2 separate regions of the Zea mays genome follow, and region 1 is linked to region 2. A link is a contact called in public Hi-C data. All regions are on one chromosome and are shown on one strand. Each heading gives the region's core, a stretch centred on a gene start, on an enhancer-like site or on the middle of the called end of the contact. The rest is flanking DNA. Distances are from core to core; before and after follow the strand shown.

Region 1 (2,733 bases), core at 12-2,511, 200 kb after region 2:
TTTAATAAAGTCAACTACCCCTTCCCTAATTAAGCAAAAGGGAGAGAAAAAATAATATTATTGCAAAAAAGTAGAATTTATATTCCTATTAGATTCTATTATATATTTGCAAAACTAAAAATTCAAAGTCAGAATTCGAGTTTTGTTTGAATCTTTGATTTGGGAATAAAATATAAATTATATAAAAAAGAGAAGAAGCAGACAGCTGGGCCGCCACTCCACATTTTGGCCCAGTCATCTACCGCGCGCAGCCTAGCTCTTGTCTCCGAGCACCGGCGCCAACAGCCTGACCTACCTGACAGCCTCACAGGCCGTTCCTTCCGTGCCCGCATTTACAATGGCATCCGAGGCCCACGCGCCAGCCTCCTCTCTGTTGTGCAGTCACCGCCGGCTAGGCCCACTTGGCTGGTTGTCATCAACACCAGAGTTGGCGGAGCTCGCAACCACCTTCGTTGATGTTGTCAGAGCACTAGGTCAGCCCCAGATGGGTTCTTTGCTTCGTCCATGGGATATAAACCCCCCAAACCATCGTACTCCTAACTCCTCCATTCGAATCACACCCAGGAACATCGAGAGTCACGGTGAGGTCACCGTGCAGTGAGGGTATTGGGCCGTCGGAGTCACATCGCGTATTCTGTGTCATCAAGTTGTCAAACTCAGGATTGTGAGCTTCGTCGTGTCATGAGGAAATCGTCTGTGGCCTCGTCGGGCGGAGCAATCAATTGAGGATCCCGAAATTTCTCACCGGAGTCGTAGACTCGCGGTGGTGCCACTCGTCGCCGCGGACCAGGCCATCCCCTGCGTCAATTAACGGTAAGTGCAACCACGTCTAGTCCGTAATCTGCTGCACTTCATCTGGATCCGAGGGCCGGTTGGGGGTGCCTATGGCGCCGTTTAGGGTTGCTCGCCGGTGAGCCCCGCCGTGGAGAAGGGCGGTGGTGCGTTCCATCGCCACGGGGAGGAGAAGATAGTTGTCTACCATCCGTTTCGTAGTGGACGGATGAGATTAGATTGGGGTCTGTGATGGTTGGGACCATTGGTCTGGTGATGATCGGTTTGGGTTAGATGAAGGGAAGCATTTTACGCAGATGAATCTGAGTCATTTGATCTAAATCAAACGAGTAGAATCAGATCTCTAGTGTTTAAAATCCACATCATTGATATCGACGTGTGGTATTGCATACCGGTTCATCCACGTATTAGTCTAATCTGGAGCGTTGAACTCAGATCGGATGGCCGATCTGCGTCCGCCACTCTGTAACCAGCTCTATTTTGCAGTTGAGCCCTCGGGAAAATGCAAATCAACCCGCCGTCCACGCTAGAGTGAAGAAGTGTAGCGGCTTCGTCCTTAGGTTTATGAAAAAGACCCTTCGCTTTCACAATATTATGTCCGCAGTCCAGAACCGTTTAAATTATTCAGGAATAAAACAGAAAATGATTTCTAGTATAAAAATAATTCCAGAAACTTATTTAATTCATAACTAATTCATTTTAACTTCTTTTTGACCCATTCCAGTTGCATTAATTTCATATTAATATTGTTTATCATATGGTAACCCTGTTTTGTCATGAAACATAGATTAAAATTATGCACTTAATTTATTCTATATCATACACTTAAAACTTCGGAAAATCATAATTCATTAACCGTAACTCCGAATTTAGTGGTTCTCGAACCTGTGATCTCGTTATGATACATAAAATATTATCATGGATTATGTTCTAATGTTTGGTGTAATGTTAATTTCTCCTATAACATGTCTGTTTGTATTTTTGCGAGTAGACGAGCAAGCAACCGAGGAGACAGGTGCTCAGCAGGTGGAAAATACTGAGCAGGAACTCGTTGAAGGCAAGTTATGCCCTTGACCACTTTTATTTACCCAATAATGTTCTCTATAATCACTTTGGCATGTTTAGGCTTAATTTTGATGGGACCCAATAGGTCACCCTAGTCTTCTTTATCTTGTGCCTTGATCACCACTGAACTTTTGAGTAGTCCTGCTATTGCTATATGTGGTTTTGGGTGTTGAGATAAATTTTACACATGATCATTCTTTATTATTACTATTGATTATTTATTGTTAATGATAAGATTACTGTGTTAATTGGAACATGAAGAACCACCCGGGAAAACAGTGCTACCACAAGGGTGGAATGGGCACCCTTGGCTAGGTAATTAGGAAAGCTAGGGAGAAATTACCTTACCTAAAAGGGGCAAGAGGGGAGGCGTCGCTGCAGCGTATAGGGAGGTTCTTGGGTCGGACTGTCTATCTAGCTTTCTGGAAGGGGGATTCCTATGCTTCCTTCTTCCTGAATCCGTAGCGGGTTTTCTCAAACTAGTGGAACTTTGGAAAGACCTTTAAGTGCCCCTGCCTTGTCTCCTCGATAGAGATGAATGGGACTTCTGGACCCCTTGGCAAATGGGTAGCATGGCTTGTGGGTAAAGATGCGCAACCTCTGTAGAGTGTAAAACTGGTATATCAGTCGTGCTCACAGTCATGAGCGGCTCGGACACTCACATGATTAATTTATGGAAGTAAATTTAATTTGTCATTTGCATCACATGGTGGTTTAGTATTAATTTTGATCTACTATTACCTTGGGTTGGTATACACTTACATTTAGTAACTGCTAATAAAATTTGACCAACTTATTAAAAGCAATTCTCAGCTTAACCATTATTTGTTGATCAGCCTTACACTTCACATGAACTCCCACCTTTGGTGAGTTCAT
Region 2 (2,836 bases), core at 70-2,569:
TGCCACAAGGATGATCATTAGAATACCAGGTATAAGGCCTAGCATCTTGATACTCGCAGGCAGAGCCATGATTCCAGCTCCTACAATGGTTGTTGACAGATTGAAGACCGCGCCAGAGAAAGAAGCTCCGTCGAACTCATGAACTGCATCCTCCTCAGCTTTGATCGGGAGAAGAGGTGTGATCTCATCTTGCATCACTTTGTGCGGCACATTCCTTGATGACCCCATTTGTTTCACTCAACTGTGTGTGAGAAACTTCAGTTAGCACACTGGAACCATGGTCCTTGAATTGACATAACCTTTGCTAGTCATCTTCAACCATTATTTCTTGACTAGTTCTAAATTAGATGATCAACGCCAATGTGATTTCCCTATATATTAGGAAACTAGTAGTAACAACCACACAGTATGTTCCAGTGACTTTCAGATCACTATGGGGTGCTAATTTGAGCTTAGAAATCCATGCACATGACAACTCACATAAGTAAGGTATGCTAAGATCTGGTTTCTTTAATTCATAGAGCCACTTACTAATATACTCAACCACCATCTACTTATCTTATTATGCCCCTTAAATCCAAACAAGTTCACCAAATTTCCCTTCAAGAAAACAAAAGAAATGTTGGGATGCCAAACATATAATTCTAACAGCAGCTCTAAAAGATGAACACACGAGAGGAAGGAAAGAGCATACCTTTCAAGAACCCCGAATCTTTCCTCAACACGCGACCAAAACCCTGAACAAATACAGCAGCGCAAACTAAACCAAATACAGGACAACTTGTACTTGCAGAGGGAGGGAGCTCCCTCCTCGCCTCCGGTCTTCTTATAGGCGAACGGCAGACCGGGTAGGTGAGTGATATCAGAATATGATATAATATCTCTCTCCGCCTACCAAGAACTGTCCAAGGGCGATCTTGCCGCCCCGGTTCGCCGCGGCCCCGTCCCTTTCGAAGGAAAAGGCCCAACTTTCCAGCTCAGGTTGCGTCCCAATTCTGGCTTCCTTCCCTTCCGCAGGGGAGGATTGATGCCGATTGATGCCAGTGACGCGCCCGGTCTTTACTTCCCTTTTCTTTTTAAGTTTCCTTTAACTTGCCGGATTCGACTGCTCCTGTCCGGTTGCTTGCGGCGCTGCCTTTCTTGGACGGAAATAAAATGCGTGGCCGGACTGACCTTATCCACGGAGAGCGTCGGGCGGCGGCGGCGGCGGCGGCACACGACCGGTGACCTAGATAACGACGAGGGCGATATGTGGTCTGGCTGAGAGCGATGGATCTGCTGCAGAGTTCGGTGGAGACTGTGGCCCCGTTTCAATCTCACGAGTAACCATGTGAATTAAAATATTAAAGTTTAGATTGTTTGGACTACTCTAATAAAGTTTATTATATTAAAATAAAAAACACACATGTTCCTCGTACTGAGAGAATGGGATTTGAAGGTATGAGTGTAAAATAGGGTTCCTTGACCTACATTTAGCTCCTTTTAGGGTGTGTTTGGTTTAAGGTCAAAGTGGGATGAGGTAGGGTCATCCCTGATTTGGGGTAGGGTCATCCCTAATAGTCACCACTTTTTTTGTTTGGTAGAAGGGATGAACTTGGATGGAACCAACCCAGTTTTTGTTTGGATGCTGGTTGTCACTGGTTGATGGAACCAACCCAGTTTCAGCTTCACAAATGTTATTTGTTCTATAAACAGTGGTCAGTTCTCGCCTTTTCAGTTTATGAATAATACAAGAAGAGGGCGCAATATTTCATGTTAAACACAATATTACAATATAGTAATACAAAAAATCGAGCATACACCATTATAAAAACAGCATTTCAAAACAATATTTCAAACAGTACTTCAAAACAAACAAACTGAGCATACACTATTACAATGAATCTCAAAACCAGTATTTCAAAACAAACAAACCGAGCATCCGTGTTGGTCATAACAAACCCAGTATTTCGACATAGCAAAGCCAGTATTTCAGTCCCAATACTTGAAAACAAAGTATTGGCCATGGTTTACATAACAAAAGAACAACATAGTTCTAATTTCCACTTAACCTCCAGCATAGTCCTAATCACCGGTCCTCATAATCTAAGGAAAGGTCTCACTAACGAACCGAGCAAGCAAACTTATCTGATATGTCAATGGGAGAGTAGGGAACTGTCTTACCAATCCAGGATTTTTCACTAGATATGCAAAGTAAAAGGCCTTGTGTGTGTCATCAAAACCTGGAATACTTTGCAATGTTTGAAGCAAGTCAGGTGGTAGGTCATCTGAACCAGCTTTCTCAATAGTCATTGCAAGCCTTTTAGCACCATCTTTGAATGCTCCAATCAGCCCTGCCTCTTCATTACTAGTAACCTTTGCCTTTGTTGGGGGCCTTCCTCTTCCGAAGGTCCTCAAAAACTTAACTAACACGTTTTTCAGTATAACATAGATCATTATAGGAGACTTCGGCTTTGAGATGAAGGTGTGCATGGTATGAAGATGCAATCTGAACGAAGGACAAGTTAGCTCCGAAGTTGTGGCTGAAGGAGCTTCGGCTTAGCGTGATAGCGATGATAAAAGGAGAAACCGACCTAAAGGAGAAAATATTGTTTAGTCCTCGACGGTTTGCTTTATGGTCAACAGTAAATGTCAAGGACATGAATGTAATTTTGTTCAGGCTGTGTCCTGTGCCTATAAATAGATGAACAGTAACACCATACTGTTCACGCTGACTTGTAATCGCACACGCGTCACTCCCGCTTTTTCACCTTCTGTCAAGCCGAAGGTACAAATGTAATATAAATATCGTTGATGTTTATTCATATTTATATAAAATAAGAATATGAATAGTCTA

What was found. Hi-C and Micro-C count contacts between places; a contact is called where the count stands out from the background.
Region 1: a Hi-C map of ear shows a contact between it and region 2, with 2.3 times the contacts expected there. The contact joins the enhancer-like site here to the promoter of LOC100193855 in region 2. A contact is called at or near these places in 2 of 25 Hi-C or Micro-C datasets (ear and leaf).

The regions. Positions count from the first base shown.
Region 1 is chr5:103,727,365-103,730,097 of Zm-B73-REFERENCE-NAM-5.0, forward strand. No RefSeq gene overlaps it. Among protein-coding and RNA genes, the nearest start is that of LOC100381911, 84 kb to the left of the region's middle. Within about 2 kb of position 1,262, at least 17 of the 20 cell types and tissues checked have an H3K27ac peak or open chromatin away from gene starts, as enhancers often do. A contact at or near this core is called in ear and leaf, where this site is marked.
Region 2 is chr5:103,529,728-103,532,563 of Zm-B73-REFERENCE-NAM-5.0, forward strand. It overlaps LOC100193855, which reads right to left and starts at 1,320. Exons shown (of 6, transcript NM_001359306.1): 1 at 695-1,320; 2 at 1-241. The coding sequence starts at 228.